6 separate regions of the Mus musculus genome follow, and all the other regions are linked to region 6. A link is a contact called in public HiCAR-type and promoter capture Hi-C data. All regions are on one chromosome and are shown on one strand. The core of a region is the stretch at or near the end of the contact, and the rest is flanking DNA. Distances in the headings are between cores, read along the strand shown.

Region 1 (3,280 bases), core at 513-3,012, 2.1 Mb before region 6:
GTGATGGCATTGGTGGCAGGGTTGGTGTGGCTCAGAGGTGGCAGTGGTGGCAGTGGAGGCATTGCAGGCTTTAGTGGCAATGGTAGTGGGGCAGCAGTGGTAGCCATGGTGGCACAGTGGTAGCAACGGTGGTAGTGGCAGCCGTGGTGGCCGCAGAGGCAGTGGTAACAATGGTGGCTTGGTGGCAGTGCTGACAGTGGTAGTATTGGTAGCATTGGTGGCAGTGGAAGAAGGGAAGTGGTGGTAATGGTGGCAGGGGTGGCAGCAGAGGCAGACAGTGGTGACGATGGTGGCAGTGGTGCTGTGGCACAGTGGTGGCATTGGTGGCATGGCACAGTGGTGGCAATGATGGTGTGGTGCAGTGGTAGCAGTGGAGACAGTGGTGGCAGTGGAGACAGTAGTAGTATGGTGGCTGTGGTGGCCATGGCGGCAGTGGTGGCACATACAGGCCTTTAATGCCAGCACATGGGAGGCAGAGGCAGTTGGCTCTCTGTGAGTTGGAAGCCAGCTTGTTCTACAGAGCAAGTCCCAGGACAGCCAGGGCTACACAGAGAAACCCTGCCTAGAATAATAACAAAACTCAAACAAACACCACCAACCCCCGCGCTCCGCCCCGCCCCCCCCAAAAAAAACCCCAAACCAAAAAGAGCCATTCAAGCTTAGTCTTTTGTAGAATAAAACCCAGGAAGAACCACTCCTACCAATACTCACTGTGGTAGAGTCTTCACATGGGAGATGTTACGAGAGGACGGCCCTTCCCTCTCTGCTTATACACAGAAGCCGACTTAAGCTGGGTTAGAGTGCTTTCACTCACTTATCTGTGAGCACAAGGACTGATCGGCAAACTTTGAACTTGGGATGTGGAAATAGGAAGATCAGGAGTTTGGGACCAGCTAGAGCAATAGACTGTGAGGCCAGTCTCGGGTACGTGAAACTCTATCTCAAAGAAATGACCAAAACCAAATTTGAAATACGATAAATTTCTTCTTCCATTGCTTAGACGGCTGAGGCACTTGGGATTGCAGTAAGTCTGAAGCCAGCCTAGGTTTTACAGTGAGAACTTGTCTCAAAACAAAACAGAAGGCCTCTACATTAATTTAAACACTCCTTAAATTGGGCATGGTGGTAGACAAGCCTGGTCTACATACTGAGTATAAGCTACTCAAGGCAACAGAGAAAAACCTGTCTCAAAACCAAAGCATGGACCAACTTACTAAGGTAGCCCGAGTCTTAAGCAGGACACAGGCTCTTTCTTCAGACTTGCGTTAAAAAGCCGCACTTTTGGAGGGAAGATTTCCCCAGGTTTCCCAATGTGAAGAGCAAGCAAGAAACGCTGAGTGCTGAAAGGAAAGCCGTGTATAAACAGAGACTTTGGCAGCAAGGTCTGACTCTTTCATGTCTGTAGAAAGAATGGAAGAGGAAACTCAGATCCCCCACTTGACCTGAAACTTCCCACTAGAGATCGCCAGGGTCTGGAGGTGCAGCCGTGGTTAAAAGATGAATAAAGTGAAATGAGGTAAAGCCTCTTTTTGGGGGGGGGGGATGTCTTTAGATCAGAGGATGCCCCCTAAGCTTTCCCTCCCTCCCAGTCTGGGTCACCTTACAGCTTCTTTTGCATTACAATGTCCATGGTGGACCCTGCAGGTGGGATTAACTGTGAATTCACAGGGCTGGTGGGGCGTGGGTGCCGCCTGGGTGCCTGGGAGAATAGGGGGTGGGTAGGGTAGGAGGCTTGAGGGGGGAGGAGCAGGACCTACCCTTTAAATCTATCGCCTTGAGCCGTTGGCCTTCAGATAGGCTGATTTGGTTGGTGTCTTGCTCTTTCTGTGGGAAGGCTGCGGCTCACTTCCTTCTGACTTCTTGATAATTTTGCATTAGACATTTAACTCTTCTTTCTATGATCTTTCCTTCTAGACACTGAGTTTTTTGGTTGTTGCCTAAAACCTTTTCAGAAATCCCTTCCCTCGCCATCACACTGACATGAGTGTGGGTCTTCCTGGTCCCCACAGTTTGCCTAGTTCTGAGGAAGCATCGAATTCTGGGAACGCCTCATCAATGCCTGCAGTTTTTCATCCCGAGAACTATTCTTGCTTACAAGGGTCTGCTACTGAGATGCTCTGCACAGAGGCTGGTAAGGAATTCAGTCCCCGAAGAACCCAGTAAATTAGGGTAAGAGTAGAAAAAACGGGCTGAAGGGTTATTGCTTCTTTATGAACCGTAGTAGTCATTAACATAAGCGGGTGTCCTTATCACTCTTCTGGAAACCCCTCTGAGTTTGACCGGTGATACGTTGGCCTTCTAGTCTGAAATAGAGATCCGGGACACAGGACGGAGCAATATAAGGCTCTTGTGTGTATTTGAGAACCTAAATATTTGGGCTCTTTGGAATATGTTCGGGGGCAGTGAGTGGTGTCTTCAGTAGCAGGGAGACCTAACATCCTAGCTTGGAATGAGCACCCCATTTTTTTGGTGAGGTTATACAGTTAGTTTGCAATTTGCCCAAATGGCCGTTTTCTCCAGCAGAAGCAGTTAGCATTTCTCTCAACCTTTGGGAATATGGATGTCACTTAGCAGTTCTGGGTTTGTGAGCTCAGTGCTCCTTCCAAACCCCAAACAAGTGTACACAGTTTAAGTCATTCATTCTTATAGCTAGCATCTGGAGCCAAGGTCTGAAGCTCATTGTCTGTACAGAGTCAGCCCAGTACTCAGGCTTGTAAATGGTAGAACCAAGAGGCTGCTAGGCTGTGTGTGCCACGGTGCTCAGGTGCGTGTTGTGATGCTCGGGTGTGTGCAGCGATGCTCGGGTGTGTGCAGTGATGCTCGGGTGTGTGCAGCGGTGCTTGGGTGTGTGGAGCGCTAGGAAGTGTGTGTCCCCTTTTTTCTGAGCTTTTAAGTTAATGTCTGTCATCTTGATTTTTCTGATTTATGGGTTCAATTTTTGATTTTTTTTTTGTTTGTTTTTTTTTGTTTTTTCGAGACAGGGTTTCTCTGTGTAGCCCTGGCTGTCCTGGAACTCACTTTGTAGACCAGGCTGGCCTCAAACTCAGAAATCCGCCTGCCTCTGCCTCTGCCTCCCTCAATTTTTGATTTTGGAGGTGGGAAAAGTGCTGGGTTAGGAATGAACGGGTGGGGATAGCCTTTGTAAGTGATGTGTGTTTTTAGAGCATGTGTGTAGAGCATGTGTGTTTGTAGTGCGTGCCCCTAGTGCCAGCAGATGGCATAATTTTCCATTTAGAAGCTGCTTTCAGGGCTGTCTACTTATTTGCTAGACTGCAGGCTA
Region 2 (3,250 bases), core at 318-2,817, 2.0 Mb before region 6:
GGGGGCTCACTGACTGGCAATTTGAGAATGACATGTTTTCCCAGTTTAAGCCAACAATGTACTAGAGGTTTAGACCCTGGCTCTAAGGCCATTTGGGTTCAACACCTGACACAAAGTAACACTACGAATTGCATAATGGTGCGAATTACATGAACTCAGACACAAACAATATCTTCAAGCTGTAGTTACACTCTAAAGGCCTGATACTGCTGCATGGAATTGCCAGTAAGAATCAAGTGTGATAACACACGGAGAGTGTGAAGCCTTAATGCAGACGTTGTATGTGTAATGTGGTTATATGTACAAGAATGTAAGTAAATGGCAGTAGGCATATATTTAGCCAGAAGACAAATGACATCTCTTTCTACAGGGAGTCATCAAACTGTCATCTTTTTGAGCAATTCAAATATCAAGTGAACAATTTCTTTTGTCTTATCATTTTATAATAGAACACAATTGGAGAAAAGTAAGCCAGAGGGTGATATACCTAAGAGTTTGTACTGGAATAGCATGACTGGGGAGGTAAGAGATGGGCTAACCTGGTTCTATTTCCTGTCCCAGGATGGAGATTATTCTGTAAGAAGTAGAGGGATGTGCTGAGAGCCCATTCTATCTCCCTGTGGCACTCAGGATAACATAGTCTATAGAAATGTCACTTGACTTTAGCACAAAGGTAAAAAAAAATGACATTTTATAAGGGAAATGAATAATCATGCTTTGAACCCTTTGTGTACTAGACCATTTTAAAAAGCAACTCGTAAATCATTTCCTTTGGTGACTGCGACATCCATATTAGTAGGCAGGCCAGAGTATCATAGTCCCTTCTTCACAGGCTATGCTTCCAGAAACTAGGGCCTTGCACAAGTTTGCAGAGCCGAAACTAACACAAGACCCCATTTCCCGATGCTCATTTCTCTATAACAGACTCATTTATCTTTTTATACATCCTCGATCCAATCTTTCACTGACCTCCAGGATAAGAGTAAACTTTAACTTCACGCCCGGCCCTATAACCCTTTATAAGCTGTCTGGAAGAGAAAGAGAGGAGCCATCAAATGCGTTTCTGAGAAAACTGGGAATACTTGTCTTAGGCGTAGACCACAGCACAATGAGAGGTGTGTGTGGCCCTTAGCGTGGACGCTGGCATCGCCAGTGCCCGGGACGGAGGGTCGGCGACCCGTGGGCTGCGGGGCTCCGCGCTCCTCCTTAACCCGCGCCGGGAGGCGGCGGCCGCGGCGGCGGGAGGGGGAGGGGCGCGGAGCGCGGCGCCGAGGCCGGGGAGGAGCCGGGGCCTGCAGCGGAGCTGAGCCGAGCCCGAGCCGAGCCCCGACGCGCTCCGTCCGCCTGCCGGCTCCTGGCTGCCCCGACCGGTCGGAGCCTCAGAGGTGGCAGCGCGGGGAGCCCCACGCTCCGGGAAGCGCGGCGGACGGGGGACGTGACCCGGGAGGCGCTGCCGCCCGGCAGCGGGTGACGGGAGCCCGGACCGCGGCCTCCGGGACCCTGCTGTCCAGGCCGGCCGGCCAGGCGGGCGGGAGCCGGAGTGCGAGGACCCCACCCTCGGGACACCCTGTGCCGGGACCTGCTCCCTCTCCCTTGGGAGGGAGGACCCTCCCTACTCCCCGGACAGCCAGAAGAGATCGCCGCAGGGCACGCGGCTGTCCCTCCCACGGTGGCTCCAGCGGAGACCCCCAGAAGTCGGGAAGGGTAGTGAGACCTGAAGGACCCGGAGTGAGACCTCCCTCACGCCTCAGCGCACTCCAGACAGTTTGGGACTTTTGAGGCAGAGAGAAAGGGAGCCATGCCTGTGGAGTAGGCACCCCGCATCCCACCCGGGACTCACCGCGGAGAGGCGTCCTGATACGCACAAGCCAGGACCCTCCAGGGAACCGCCAGGAATTGGTTCCAGTTTGCTGGAGAGTAGAAGACCTCGCCCCTCAACTTCCGTGCACCTAGACAGTGGACCGGGGCAGAGCCCCTCCACTCAGATCTCCAACTGACAGAAAGAGCCCTCAGCCCCTGAAAGATCCAGTTTGGGGGGGGAGGGGGATTCCCCCAAAGGGGAGGAGACAACTCCTGGCTGGGAGAGGCTCCTCCCCTCCTCCCTAGGGTAGCAGGCAGGGGGTGGGGGGTGTGCCATCTTCCCCAGGTAGGTCCTCCCTCTCCCCCTCCTCCTCCTTCGACTCCTCTTCCTCAGGGGACTCAGTTCCCTGCTCCAGCCTGGGAGGCTCCGCCAGGCACTGGAAGAGTCACTGAGGATGCCACCTGTCACCTGCCTCTGAAGAGGGGAATCCCTGCAACCTCAAACTTCTGTACCAGGTGGTTTCCTCCAGCGGCGGGGGGAGCCTTGGAGACAGGTTAGTGCTTTCCGTTCTGTAGTCTTTAGACACCAGGAGGTGTGGGGAGCGGAAATGGTGGAGCTTAGGGTTCATTCGAAGGGAAGAAGAAAGACCCCTGGGAAATGTCTTCCGATGGAACTTTTGCACTGGAACCCACATGTTGCTTCAGAGACTCTGAGAAATGGCCTTTTAAGATTTTGGAGTCCAAAGGGTTGGGTCATTTGCAGCCCCTAGAGAAGTTGATGCTTTGGACTGAGAACAGACAACAGGTGCGTTTTCAGGACGCCATGGTGTTAGTAACTCAGGACACAGCACAGTCAGAATCCCACAGCACTGTCCATCTTTGGGTCTTGTCCTCTGGTGACTGGACCTGCAGTAAATGACCTGCAGTCGTGGGGGCATTTTATGGATTGTATTGTATCGTCCAGGGCATGCCTAAGTCAGTTTAATATTCAACAGACGTCTTCTTTCCAGTCTATTACAATGACTGCTTGCCTGACTGGCGACAGGTCCCCGCCCACTCTGTCTTGGATACCAGGAGGGAGGCCCCTTTTGACAACCCTACTTCAGGCTGGATATCTGCCTCTCTGTGTAAAATCCAAAGGGAAATGCGAATGCACATGTCCTGGAATGAGAAGGAACTGTCAGGGCAATGCACCTTGGTGGGCTGGAGTCTTCCTAGATACCAAATCTGCCTTAGTCCCCTCATGTGTCCTGCCATTCGCTGGAAAAATCAGCTGAATGGAGGAAGAGAAGAAGGTGCTTCCTAGCTTCCTTCCACCCGTCCCTCTATCTTCATGAGCTGTCCACCAGGGAGGTCTGACCTCTGAGGAGTTTATTTTAGAGTTTCCTCCAGGAAAACACCTACTGGTCTCATCATCTCTCTTCTTGCTTTTTCGTTTAGTTCTGGGTCC
Region 3 (3,330 bases), core at 591-3,090, 2.3 Mb before region 6:
CGACTCACAATAAAACCCGTCCTCTCACTCTTCACATAAAATCGTAGTCCTTCCTCCACCCACTTTTCTCCCAGGTTACGATGCTATGCCCTGAATAAAGTGACTCCTGCTTCTTTCTCTGAGTGAAGAACCTATTCCTTGCCTTCGGTCCCTCCTGCCTCAATCTTCAGGGCCCAGCAGTTCAATGGCCAAAGAGGAAATGGGGGGTAAGGGGGAGAGATAACTTTGTCATTCTAACCCCCCATGCAACTACTGAAGTGTATATTCAACAGGGGCTCAATTTTTTTTTCTCCATAAAACTTGTCCAGTATAAACTAACAGAAGCCAGATGGTAGCTGGTGGGCATCGGGCAACAGGCTAAATGTAGGTTAGGCACCGAGCTCTTTATGAGATGTAAAAAGAAAGAGGACCCAGGCGGTTCTTGACTGGGTTGACTGGGTGACTGTCTAGCTCGTAGCTTTTTTTTTTGTCAGAATCGGACAAAACACTCCCCAACACATGGACTCTAGTACCTTAAGGAGCTACCAGAAAACGGAGATGAAAATAGTTTGACAAACTAAGAAGCAATGACACGAGGGACTAGAAGAGACCTACTATAAAAGACTAACAATGGTTTGGGTTACAACTGACTGAAATGTCCTTGTTTTCTTCCAAGTATCTTTAAATATATATTATCAACTGTTTTAAAACAGAAGAAATAACCTCCAACGTACCCGTTATGAAGGAGAAGAGACTTAAATGGCACTTAAATCTTTGGGATTTTGGTTAATGATTTAAGAATGTCTAGGAAAAAAAAAAGCCAAACAACGAAAAACTCTCCATATTCAACTGATATACTTTCCACATAGATTTGGAATTTAACCCAACTTCAGGCATTGGGAAAACTGCAGGCAATTGTTGGGAAAATAGCACTGAAAATTCACATTCAAGGTATATACAGGTTGGTTAGTAAAAAACCTCATTGATTTAACACTCCGTCTCTATTCATGAATTACAGGGATTACAAACCTGGGATGAGAAACAATAAATTAATAGGACTTAAGTTGTTCTCTATCCGGATGTGGGGGATCTACTCTAGTCAAACATTCAATTTGGTAACCTTCTTCCTTCTTGTTCCAAAGGTTGTTAAAGAAAAAGAAAATAGAAACAGCCGATCGCTACTCTAAATTGTACTCCTTGGGATGGACGTAGTAACATCAGGGTGAGGCTCGTAGCATCCTCCTGCCTCGGTCACGTCAAATTCTTCAGAGGAAACAAGGACAGTGGCGACAACCACACCCCTGAGGACAGCCGAGCAGCCGGCAGGTTTTACTCTAAGCAGCATTCCCAAGCTTACCACACCCCCTCGGCGACACGGGCAACCAGCCTAATTTCCACGCCGCGACCGCCGCCTCACGCCCCCTCCCGCAGGCAGCCGACTCTCAGCTTCCGCCGACTGTGGTACCCAGCGACCACCGGCCTCCGGCGCCCGCCCCCGCGCAGCGCCGCGCCGCGCCGAGTCCGCTCCCGCCGCCGCCGCCGCCGCCGAGCTCGGCTCCGGGTCGCCGGCCGAAGCCTCAGGCTCGAGGGCGCGCCCCCGGCCCACGCCCCCGCCGCCGCCGCCGCCCCGGGCGGCCCGCTGCTCACCTGGCCGCCGGCTCCTCCCTCGCCTGCCCGGCCGGCCGCCGCCTAGGAGCAAGCGCGGGCCGCGGGAAGTCCGCTGAGGAGGGGGAGGGGGCGGGATGCCGGGAGCCGCCTCCTTTCTCCTCGCCGCCGGCTCCCGCAGCCAGGCCGCGCGTCCTCACCCACTCGCCCACTTTCTCACGGCCTCGCGGTCGGCCGGCCTCTCCCTCCCTCCCCCCTCCCCCCGACGCCCGCACTCCCGTTCCTACACACTCGCTCACACCCGGCCGCCGCTCGCTCCCTCCCTCACTCGCCTGTCGCTCGACCGCGCGCGCGCGCGACCCCGCTCTCTCTCTCTCACACACACGCACTCACACACACACACTCACACACAGCGCACGACGCCGGCGAGGCCGCCCCGCGTCCCCCAGACCGAGGCGCCGCGCGCCCCCCGCCCGAGCCGAGGACCCGCGCGGCCCCGCCCCCGAGCGCCGCACTCGCGGGCGGGGGGCGGCGGCGGGCGGGGGGCGGGGCGGCGAGCGCGCTCGGCCGACTCCTGACACCTGCGAGGAGACCGCCCCGCCGCCGGAGGGGTAGCCGCGGGGCGCGCGCTCGCGAAGGGGAGGCACGCGGGCGCTCCAAGGACGCGCGCCTCGCCGCTCCACCCCCACCCCCCAAACCGTCCTCTCGGAGCCTGGAAAACGGGTAGGGGGCGAGGTTTGTTCCGCTCGGCACCGCGAGAGTAGGCCCTGCCGTTGTGCGCCCTCCCGCCCCGCGCAGCCCCTCCTTGGGCTGCGGCCGTGAGCGCTTTGATGCCCGCCGACCCCTCCGAGCCTCCGGCCGCGAGGTCTGGCCAGGGTACTCGCGCTGCCCGCTAAGGGGGCCAGCCACCCTCCCTCCCTAGCGTCCTGCCTCACCAGAAGGCAGAGATTTGGGGACAAAGATGATGGTAACTGTAATAGTCCGGATCTGCGATCGCACCGAAGACAATACCTCTGTATGGAAAGGCGCGTTAACTGCAGCCTCAGGCGAGCTTGGTACACTAAGGGAGGCTGAGGCAGGAGGATCACAGGCAGGCGATCCGATGCCTCAAAAATAAGCGATATGATAAATACTATGGGTTGGGCAGGTTCAAAGATAGACAAGGAAGCTAGAGCCAGCTTGGCGAGTTGATGTCAGAATAAACATCATATATTTTAGGAGCATTTCCTACATCCTGAAACCTAACAAATCGTCCAAAGAAGAGGCGAAACATTTGACCACAGTCCACTACTTAAGTCCCTTCTCTACACCATGAGTGAAGCCTTTACAATGAAAATGCATTCCTAAATAACTTCAGACATCAGATATGAGCTACAATTCAAACATGTTGTACCCCGTGTCAAGTCATAGCTACTGATTTCAGATCCCGAAGACCAGCAGCGCAGGTGGTTTTCTGTGGGTCACCACCCTTTCACAGAGGTCACCTAAGACCATGGAAAACAGATATTTGCATTACGATTCATAACCGTAGCAAAATTACAGTTAGGAATTAACAGTTGGGGGGGGGGTCATCATAATATCAGGAACTGTATTAAAGCATTAGGAAGGTTGAGAACCACTGGTCTAGAGGGTGGGTGAAATAATTGCTCGAAGGATAAGGCACCTGTACACCTCTGCCAAGCCAGAAGACCACTTCCCACAAGTGTGTTCTAGCTCTACCTCTGTCTCCCCACGTGTGAATACAGA
Region 4 (3,366 bases), core at 16-2,515, 2.3 Mb before region 6:
TGGGGGCTCATTAACATTTCAGATATGATATCCAGGGAAGGCTAAACTGCCAGGGAGTAAGCCAAGTCCTGAACTATGAGACTTTGCACAGAGAGATTTCACAGCAACAAAATAGGGGCAGGGGCATGTGCTGTGTGCATGCAACGGGATCCAGTCTCTAGCTCAAGACTGGTCTGGTCTATATAGAAAGTTCCAGACCAGCCAGAGGAGCTACATAATGACACCCTATCTAAAAAAAGGAAGGGAAGGAAGGAAGGAAGGAAGGAAGGAAGAAAGGAAGGAAGGAGGGAGGGAGGGAGGGAGGGAGGGAGGGAGGGAGGAAAGAAGGAAGGAAGGAAGGAAGGAAGGAAGGAAGGAAGGAAGGAAGGAAGGAAGGAAGGAAGAGTATAAGAAAGGAAGGAAGGAAGAAAGCAAAGGATGTTCTTCCAGATGATCAGGGTTCAGATCCCAGCAACCACACATGGTGGCTTTCAACCGCCTGCTGGTCCTCTGCAATAGAAATAAGTGCTCTTAATCACTGGGCCAGCTCTCCAGGCCTCCAGTAAGGTATTTTTAATGAGGAAAAAGAGTTCTTTTTTAAAAAAAAAATACTTTTTGACACACACACACACACAAAATTAAAATAAATCACTTTTTGGTGCAAGCAACTAGTCTTTCTAGCTATCTTATAATGTCATTTTAAAAAAAGAAAAATATATTAGAGAATTAGGAGGCTAAAGTTCACTCTCTGGATGCTGTGGTGGTCAACCCCCATCTCTACTGAGGCATAAAACTGAGTGTAACAAACGGAAGGAACAGATACTGTAAGTTCAAGAAGCACAAGATGCATTTAAGGCCACTTTAAGTCACTATGACTGCTATCATTCTTGTTATCACAATTTTAAAATTAGGAAGCATGCACAGACCTTAGGTGTGATACCTGGGACCCCCCCACACACACACACACACACACTCACAGAGCTCATTATCATGATACCAATGTGAAAAGTGTCCAGTGCTATTGTCTCCTGATCTTTGTTACCTGTGGTACCTGGGCTGGCTTTTTAGAGGAACAGCCTCGAAGGAAGTTGGACATTAAGCATGAGCAGAACTGCCCCCCGCCCCCCAATCATTTAATCCGTGTGGCTCTGCCCACCACAGCCCCGCCCATCTTTACTGGACCCAACCCAGGAGGCAGATGTTGGATACCTGGTGGTAGTGATGCTGTCGTGGGGGAGGAGCCCACAAGAGCAAGCTCAGATTTGAATGCCAGGGGCCAGTGCTCTGTCACACAACAGCACTGAAGCAGCCTTGCTTGAAGCAAGCTTCCTTTGGCCTAAGACTTTGAGGGAGTCAAGAAAGTCACGCTGGAGACCGATATGGACAGGTAACAAGACAGTCTCATCTGCTTGTGCATGTGCTCCAGTAGTGCTGGCTGCCTGTCTGGATGGAGGCTTTGCCTGTCAGTGCGCGAATTTCCTCGTCTGCTTGCCACCCTCTGCTCAGGTCTTTTGGGTTTTGGACCTAACTCTGACCACGAAGTTCTTCCCTTCCCCCGGTTTCTCTCTTCTCTGTGTTGCTAGAGATAGGAAGCCTTGACTTGTCCTGAGATTTGGGCAGAGCTAGAGCCGGCTTGTGGTAATAACAGCGAAGCCTTAGAGGCCCGCGCCACAAAGAGGTCGTAGCAACTCCTTACTAAAAACAGTAGTGGTTATTTTCACAATTATTTGGCAAATATCCAACATCTTAAGACTCGCATGGGGAGTCTTTACAGGAATTATTTAGTTATAGCAAGAAGATTTGTACTTCTCAAAAAAAAAAAAAAAAAAAAAAAAACTAAACATTTGAGATGAATTGCTTGCAACTCATTACAATGGTGTCTATTGAAGGAGAGAATTTCATTAAGACAGGCAATTTAGTGTTATAGACTCAACTGTTAGACACTTGGTGACATTTTTACTGTTTAATTCATCTATGCAGAGATTTCTTAGCTTCTTGAAAGCTTTTATATGCAGCTCATGATGAGCCATTATCAGAAATTTCTCTCTTGATTTTTACATTTATTGCCAGTGTGTGAGTCACTATGCCTAAAGCCCATACACTTGAGCTCACTTCCGTTTGGCTATGAGGTTTAGAATATGGAGTTAATATAGCTAATGGTAGCAGGGTGTTCTTCAGATTCCAGATTTTTCCTTTCTTGTCTTCCTTCTTTCTTTTTGTTACCCTTCTCCTACCCCCTCTTCTTCTCCCCCTCCTCCTCTTCCTCCCTCCTCCCCATCTCTTCCCCTCCTCTTCTCCCTCCTCCCCCTCCTCTTCCCCTTCCCCTCTTCCCCCTCTTCCTCCTCTTCCTCCTCCTTCTCCTGCTCCCCATCTCTTTCCCTCCTCTTCTCCCTCCTCCTCCTCCTTTTGCCCCTTCTCCTCTTCCCCCTCCTCCTCTTCCTTTTCCTTCTCCTCCTTCTCCTCCTCCCTCTCCTCCCCCTTTCCTCCTCCCACTCTCCCTCACCCCTATCAGGGACCACATTGAAGACCTCACACATGCTAGACAAGTAATCTGCCACTTAATTACATCCTGAGCCCTCAAAAAGCAAACAGACAGACAGACAGACAGACAAACAAACAAACAAACAAACAAATGTTCACAGGAGGCAGGCAGACAGCATGAGCTGCTTCTGGGTTTATAGTGAATTTTGAAACCAAATCTGAGATCTATGTCCTGATGGAGAAGGGTCCGAGAGAAATGCATGAGCATGGCAAAATGCAAAGCAAAGACGAGGCTGAGATTCAGGGAGAAGCAAACAAGACAGTGGAGAGACACAGGATGGCACGGCATGGACTGGAGCAAGGGCAGCGGGTAACTCAAGGCAGCCCTGCTACTAGGCTGGGATTATTTTTAACCCCTTGAGTCTGGTTTGCATTGCTGGGGAAGCAGCTAAGGTTCTGCCTCAAGGAGCACAGCTGTCTCAGCAGCTGGCGATCTACAGGTTTGGGACACCACCTAGCAAAGTCCTCCTTACCGGGAGGGACATCCCGAGGAGAGGGAGCTGGAAATAGGCTCCTAGCTAGAGTTGAGGGGAGTGCTGGATGGAGGTGCCCAGTCCACAGGTCAGGACTGTGCAGCTCCTCCCACCGTGGCTGGAATCTTAAAATAGAAACAGTCTATTACATCTTCCTGTGGTTCAGACACAACTCTTCTATTTGAGACACATCCTTTCTAAACTCCAAGGATACCTTTCCTTCATAATTTCAGCATCCACCCCCAATACACACTCATAAATACACAAACACACACACAGAGTAAGAGAGAGAGAAAGAGAGAGATAAGCACGTATGTACACTTGCTACCCACAGTATGTAGGAAAAGTTCTCTAGGGCTGTGTGTACGGCTCT
Region 5 (3,135 bases), core at 539-3,038, 2.2 Mb before region 6:
CGCGTGCACCACGGCCAGCTGAAACTCTGAAACAGAGTAGACTTTTAATAATATATGCACTCTCAAGGCCATTTCCAGTCTAACTCCCAGTAAGTATACATTAAGGGCTTCAGGGACAAATCCTTTATTCATCTTCGTTTTATAATCTCAACCCTTGGGAAACTGCAGCAGGGGGATTGCTGTAAAACTTGTGGCCAGTCTGAGCTGCAAGAAAGAGCTGCAGACCAGGATAGTGTCTCAAAACAAAATCCACCCAAGCCAGGAAAAAAACAGTTACCAGAAAGACTACGCATCTGAATGCCAATGCAGGAATGTGGACTCTCCCAAGAGGCTCCAACTTTGAATAAGAATCAAGTAGGGAAAGAAAGGACCGCAGCCTAAGGCTAGAAGAAACTACTTTTCAAACATCAAACGGGTGGCTTGTGCAATTTGGTGGTCAGTTTAAAAAGCTATGGGATGGCAGTCCCTCAGAATTTTATAAGAGTGTAACTGTGCCTTAGATTAACACCATTGGTCTGTATTTTTAAAAAGTCAAGTCACGCATGATGGCGCCTGCCTTTAATCCCAGCACCTGGGAAGCAGAGGTAGGGGGTGTCTCTTGAATCCAAGGCCATGCTGGTCTAGAAAGAGACCCCCAGGGCAGGCAGGGCTACACAGAGAAACCCTGTGTTGAAGAAACAAACAAAATGAAATAAAATAATTAATAAAATATAAATAGATAAAATCAAGAGATGTGCTGGCTTTTAATCCTAGCACTCAGTACTTGGAAGCAGAGGCAGGTGGCTCTTGCTCTAAGGTATACATAGCAAGTTCCAGGACAGCCAGGGCTACACAAAGAGACGTGCTTTTGCATCTAACAAAAGTAACACAGAGGGGATAGAAAGAAAGATGGCTGCATGCTTAAGAGGACCGGAGCTCATTTCGCAGCAGCCATGCGGTTGGGCAGCTCACAACCTCCTGTAACTTCTGCTCCAGGGGATCTGACACCTCTGAACTCTTAGGATAGGCATGCACAAAAACATATTAAAAACAGGGAGAGAGTAAGCAGGAGAAAAGAGAAGGGAGGTGGTGGGGAACCGCTGACTTTTAAAACCTACCTTGAATTCGGTCTCACCCAAGGTGTGACATTGTCTAGCTCTCGGAATGCTGACCTATAGTCTAAACCCACTCTCTGTTAACTGTAAATTAAATTCTGCTAAACCGGCACCGCGGTAGTTAGACTAGCGTGGAGAGGTGATAAGAACACGTGCCTTCCTCTGGGCTGATCTTGGAACCAAGACAGAATGTGCAAGATCCAAGGCCAGACTCCGGCCAGCCATGGTGTCCATCTGTATCCTCCTCCCTGCTCCACAGCACCCACTTGAGATTTTTCTCTGATAAACCCTCGGGTTCCTTACCCTGGTCTGGGAGAAGCTGAAGCAGGTTCCCACGAACACCCAGCTCCTTCACGTAGCATAAGTCCTGCGAGGCCCCACTGGCTGCAGCGGCTTCTCGAGCCCGGATGATTTTCCTTAAGACGCGAGGCACAGGTTGGAACCTGTGAGGTGAAGGCGCTTTCTCTAATCCCAGAAACTGCAAAAGGTCAGAGTCTTGAAACTCGGATGTCTGGCCCCAGGGCAGGGTTAACAGAAGGAAGCCAAGCGCCAGAAGCCGTTGATAAGGCTGCATGGTCGTCTGAGCCAGGGTAGAGCAGCCTCTGGGGTGCGCAGCTCAGCGGTCTAGCCTCCTCTGCTCAATTCAGGAGCCTGGGAGCTAATCAAGTGTGAATTGCTCTCTTCTCAGCCCCTCAGAGGCAATTCAATGTGAAAAGACAGATGGTGTGTGTGTGTGTGTGTGTGTGTGTGTTTTCTCCTTCTACTCCCCGCGGGTTGGTCAGCAGTGTACAGCGTGAGTGAAAAGGAAGACACACTCATTCAACACACAGACATTAGTGTGTCTGTGATATGCAAGGCAATAAGATAACTTCTGGGAGCACAGTAGAGAATAATTTATTATATGTGTAATTTTGAGAGGGGGTCTCTTGTGTCCTAGATTGACCTTCAACTTGTTTCTCTTTTAACAAGATATTTGTTTGTTTGTTTGTTTGTTTGTTTGTTTATTATGCCTGTGAGTGGGTTATGCATGCCACAGTACAGGGGCGGAGCTCCCAGGTCAATTTGCAGGAGTTGGTCTCGTCTTCCGAATGGGTCCCAGGAATTGAACTCAGATTATCAGGCTTGGTGGCAAGCACCTTTACCCACTGGGGCACCTTGCTGGCCCAAGTTTGAACTTCTAATCTAGTCTACCTATCGCTCCCAATGAGATTGGATGAGATGCATGGTATGGAACTCTGGGCTGAAAACACGCTAGGCAAGCACTCTGGTCACTCCTAGCCCTGTAATCAATCAATCTCTCAATCTCTCTCTCTCTCTCTCTCTCTCTCTCTCTCTCTCTCGATTGCTTTCTTCCTTCCCTTCCCTTCCCTTCCCTTCCCTTCCCTTCCCTTCCCTTCCCTTCCCTTCCCTTCCCTTCCCTCCTTCCTTCCTTCCTTCCTTCCTTCCTTCCTTCCAGAAATGGTGTCTTGCAGGAACTAATTACAAACCTCTTATCCCTGTACTCAGGAAGCAGAGATAGAAGAATAAAAATATAATACCAACTTCAATCATATAGCAAGTTTGAAGCTAGCTTGAGCTACATTGAGACCTAACTTAGAGTGGGGGTGGGGTTGCTATCTTTCCCAGGGGAGTCAGAATCCTGGGTTTAGGTAGTCCTTCCACACTGTCCAGAAAACTGTGACTGAGCTGTCAGTGTGCTGCCACGCCCAGTTCACTATGATTCTCTTAGTTTGGGATGCAGAGAGGACTCAGTGGTTAAAAGCACTTGCTGCTCTTCCAGAGGAGCCAAATTTGGTTCCTAGAGCCCATATCTGGCAGCTTATAGCTGTCTTCAGGGGATTGAACGCATCTGGCCTCACTCAGCAGGCACCTGCACACATGTGCACATACCCATATGCAGGCACACAACCTATGCAAAATTAAAAACAATAAAAATACATTTTTATAATTTTATACTTCATAGTCTAAGTACAAAAACACTAACTGGCAGTGTAGCTCAGTGGTGGATACTCAAGATCCTGGGTAACACTGTAAAAAAAAA
Region 6 (3,305 bases), core at 662-3,161:
TCTCAGATCCAAGGCTTTGAGCCACAGGCATCCTCTTCCTGGGATATAAGTCTTAGAGGCCTTGAAATTTTCTCCACTGTGATAGTAAAGTTAGGACAGTATGGTATCTGAGGCAGTTAGTGGACCAGTAAATTACACTGCACCACTCCTAGAATAGTGTAGACCGCAGTGTTCATTAATAAAGCATTTCTCACCACAAAGCTTAGCTACACTCTCTTGCTTCCATAAAAAGAATGAGAAGATGATCTGACCAGCTTCAGTTTGTTACTACGTCAAGTAGGCTGGAGAGCCCTTGCCTCAGAATGAAAAAGGGAAGGTGCTGGAAAAATTACAAAACAAATAAACAAACAAAAACATTATTTTCCAGTCATATAAAGTACCAAGGAGAGACAAGAACAACTGTCTTGTCTTTAAGTGTAAACACTGACCCACTGATTTCTACCTTTCGTCCCTGGGAGGAAGGTGAGAACACTCAAGTAACTCTTCAGATGAAAATAAAAGGTGCTGGCTTCATCGCTGGTGGAAAACCGTGCCGGGCAATCATCCTTTACTTCTACTAAGGCCAACCTGAGAGAAGCAGAGCTTATCTGGGGCGCTGATCAAAGCCCAGCAAACCAAGCAAAGCACAAATCACAGGACTGGTCCTGAAGTGGGCATCACATTATGCTGCTATACTTGGCACTGGGGATGCATTAATGAAGCCTTTCCAGTCTGACTTGCAGTTTTCAGGCCATGAGCTGGTCTGGCTTAAAGCTCTGGGCAGGGCCCAACAACCGCTAGAGGGGAGGGGTGATGAAGGGGGCGGATCCCAACCAAACTGCGGCCCTTTCAGTTAGGGCCTGAAGGCTCCTCTCTGGCTGAAGATGACACAGGAAGGCAGAACTGCAGGAAGGGAGGTACAAGGTGGAGCCTGCAGAACGTGAAGCACGGTGTGGGTGGCGGCTTTGTCTAACTAGACAAGAGTGGGAGCAAGACGAGAAAGGGGCCTTAGCATCCTCCAAAGAAACCCTTTCTAAGGAATACTTGAGAGAGGGGTTGTCTCGGCAACCTGTGAAGGACGGAGGAATGGGAGGGGTCGCGGCTATAGTTCACTTCAAAGGAAAAAACGACTAGAACTCTCCATTGGGTATTTTTCCTCCTCCCTGACCAATGGCCCACCTCCTCATCCCCTGTCCAAATTAACCACTAGTGGAGGCTATTTAACTCAGTGTTTCTCTAAATCGGACTTCTTCACAGATTGGCATCCTCTTCCAGACTAGAAGCTGCAGGATACATACCTTCCCAATCTCAACCCTTGCCCTGAACAGCGGGGAGTCGCCCCTACTCCTCCCACATGAAACTACAAAACCCGGAGAGCCCTGCGCAACGTGCAAGGCCACATTCAAGGGTTTTTCTGGGAGTCGCCTGGGGGATGTAGTTCGCCGTACGGGTTACAATTCGAACTTAGAATAGGAACTAGGGACATGGCCAACTACAATGCCCATAATGCTTCACGAGACCAGGAGTGGGCAAGGCGAGAGCTGTAGCTTCCGGGAGTGGTAGTCATACTACAGCTACAGAGAATGAAAAGCAAAAGCAGAGAGGTATGGAGAAAACTACAAGTCCCAGGGTGCATCGCAAGGAGGCGGTAGCCCAAGGTTTGCAGGCCTGGCCGAATGACCAGGGCAATGGAAGGAAGTCGTGGTCGTCGCGGGCGTGGGGAATGGGCTTACCGGCGTGTCGAAAGAGAAAGCGCACTCGTCTTTATGGACCCGGTCTCCCGCCTTGGGGACACGGATCGTCGGTAACACTGACAGCAGCGCCTCTTCACTCAGCTCCGCCATGACACCGGCAGCAGCTCCTCCTCACACAGCAGCTCCCACTGTACCTAGTACCGCCCCCCTCCGTCTCTCGCATCCAATGAGCGCGACTCAGTGTGCGCATGCGCTAAAGGCAAGACGCGCGAGATCGGCAGTTGGACCCAGCCTGCCTCCTGGCGCTCCACCCTCTGCCCCCACTCAGCGAATACCAATAAAAAGCGCCGCGGGTACAACTGATGGCCGAAAGGACCAATCCTGCTCTCCCAGGGCAAGTGCTCATGTGGCGGTTCCAGGAGGGCTGGGAGTTGCAGGAGCTGTGATTCAAGGACTCTAGAATGCCTTACGTGCAGAGCAGAAACTGTGAATTGTTTAAACGCATTGATTACTGAAACTTTGCCAAGGACTCGTCCAATCAGAAAGCACTTGTCTTGGTATTTGAAAAGCAGTAGTCAATGAGGCGATTTTGAGAGATGCGTGATAACTCCGTCAACCAATAAGGATGGCTGTTTCGCTTTAGACAAACCATATTAACTCCGTCTCCAGCTGGCTTTGTGCATACAGTCTGATAACTCATTCTATTTTGTTTAATGAAACAGAAAGGCCGAGTGGCACCCATCAAGTCCACCGCTGTCAGGCTGATACTAAACAAAAGTCCCCAGCTCACGGAGCCACCACCGGAGGGCAAGCCAGTCCTCAGCCCATTGGCCAGTCCTCATGATAGACATCCTTCAGACCAATGGCTTTCTGCTCCGGAAGGCGCATTTTCCACAACTGGCCTATGAGAGTCTGCTTCGGCTTAGCCAATAGGGTCGGGGCAGGGGGCGTGGAGGGAAGTTTGAAACTCCGGGCTTTGGGAGTTATTTCTCTAGCTGGTGTTCGGGCAGAGGTCGAGCTGGGGCCCGGTAAGTAATGTGAATGAATTAGTGGTTAAATACGAAGGCTCCCGCAGACCTGACTGCTCTGTTAAAAATCTCCATTCGTTATCCTTGCAGAGTTCTCTGGGCTAGCGACCCGGAGGTTCCTCTGCTGGAAGCTGGGAAGATCGGGTGGGTATGGGGTCAGAGGTCCGACACGGAAGCAGTAAGCTCTGAGTCTCTTCTGACGGACGTCCCTTCCTCTGCATCTGCACAGCCGGGCCCCGTCCCCAGCCCCAGTGGAGATGGGTTCGACTCAGAGCGTCTCAGGCACTCCAGCACGGCCTCTGCCACGCAACAAGCAAGTGGCTCGAGTAGCAGACCCTCGTTCACCTAGTGCTGGCATCCAGCGCACTCCTATTCAGGTATACTGGGCTGGGCTGGGGAATGCAGGGAGGCTGTCTGGATGCGGGCCTCTGCCTAGCTTGTTTACATGAGCCCTCATTCCCACTGCCACTGGAACCCTACTTTCTCCATCCCTCCCCCTTTTATTATTTATTTTTGAGGCTCTAATATAATCTTGTCATATCTGCCTGTCCCTCCCTCCAAACCCTTCCGTATACCCCTCCTTGCTGTCTTTCAAATACATGAT

Evidence for each region. Promoter capture Hi-C pulls out the DNA fragments that hold promoters and counts their contacts. HiCAR-type assays count read pairs that join an accessible place to other places.
Region 1: a contact with region 6 is called in a promoter capture Hi-C map of embryonic stem cells, with 2.5 times the contacts expected there. The contact joins the promoter of Nanog here to the promoter of Usp5 in region 6. A contact is called at or near these places in 1 of 39 promoter capture datasets (embryonic stem cells), 3 of 115 datasets of contacts at active chromatin or transcription factors (all in embryonic stem cells) and 1 of 9 other capture datasets (adipose tissue).
Region 2: a contact with region 6 is called in a HiCAR-type map of astrocytes, with 4 times the contacts expected there. The contact joins the promoter of Foxj2 here to the promoter of Usp5 in region 6. A contact is called at or near these places in 5 of 39 promoter capture datasets (embryonic stem cells, hippocampal neurons, pre-B cells and 1 more), 1 of 484 Hi-C or Micro-C datasets (cardiomyocytes) and 4 of 115 datasets of contacts at active chromatin or transcription factors (astrocytes, embryonic forebrain, extraembryonic endoderm stem cells and 1 more).
Region 3: a contact with region 6 is called in a HiCAR-type map of astrocytes, with 4 times the contacts expected there. The contact joins the promoter of Rimklb here to the promoter of Usp5 in region 6. A contact is called at or near these places in 2 of 39 promoter capture datasets (cranial neural crest and second pharyngeal arch cranial neural crest) and 2 of 115 datasets of contacts at active chromatin or transcription factors (astrocytes and embryonic forebrain).
Region 4: a promoter capture Hi-C map of pre-B cells shows a contact between it and region 6, with 11 times the contacts expected there. The contact joins the promoter of Aicda here to the promoter of Usp5 in region 6. A contact is called at or near these places in 4 of 39 promoter capture datasets (cranial neural crest, liver, pre-B cells and 1 more).
Region 5: a contact with region 6 is called in a HiCAR-type map of embryonic stem cells, with 4 times the contacts expected there. The contact joins the promoter of Gdf3 here to the promoter of Usp5 in region 6. A contact is called at or near these places in 1 of 39 promoter capture datasets (embryonic stem cells), 1 of 484 Hi-C or Micro-C datasets (B cells), 1 of 115 datasets of contacts at active chromatin or transcription factors (embryonic stem cells) and 1 of 9 other capture datasets (adipose tissue).

The regions. Positions count from the first base shown.
Region 1 is chr6:122,705,803-122,709,082 of GRCm38.p6, forward strand. Nanog (Nanog homeobox) reads left to right here and starts at 1,763. Exons shown (of 4, transcript NM_028016.3): 1 at 1,763-2,131. The coding sequence starts at 1,981. RefSeq lists promoters at 1-1,977, 1,459-1,840, 1,503-1,908, 1,571-1,797, 1,713-1,903, cis regulatory regions at 1,556-1,561, 1,647-1,654 and an enhancer at 1,599-1,636.
Region 2 is chr6:122,818,617-122,821,866 of GRCm38.p6, forward strand. It overlaps Foxj2 (forkhead box J2), which reads left to right and starts at 1,568. Exons shown (of 11, transcript NM_021899.3): 1 at 1,568-2,354.
Region 3 is chr6:122,484,465-122,487,794 of GRCm38.p6, forward strand. It overlaps Rimklb (ribosomal modification protein rimK-like family member B), which reads right to left and starts at 1,841. Exons shown (of 6, transcript NM_027664.1): 1 at 1,627-1,841.
Region 4 is chr6:122,552,544-122,555,909 of GRCm38.p6, forward strand. Aicda (activation-induced cytidine deaminase) reads left to right here and starts at 1,266. Exons shown (of 5, transcript NM_009645.2): 1 at 1,266-1,366. The coding sequence starts at 1,359.
Region 5 is chr6:122,608,299-122,611,433 of GRCm38.p6, forward strand. It overlaps Gdf3 (growth differentiation factor 3), which reads right to left and starts at 1,789. Exons shown (of 2, transcript NM_008108.5): 1 at 1,398-1,789. The coding sequence starts at 1,668.
Region 6 is chr6:124,827,573-124,830,877 of GRCm38.p6, forward strand. Usp5 (ubiquitin specific peptidase 5 (isopeptidase T)) reads right to left here and starts at 1,912. Exons shown (of 20, transcript NM_001326594.1): 1 at 1,713-1,912. The coding sequence starts at 1,823. Cdca3 (cell division cycle associated 3) reads left to right here and starts at 2,604. Exons shown (of 6, transcript NM_013538.5): 1 at 2,604-2,701; 2 at 2,931-3,078. The coding sequence starts at 2,959.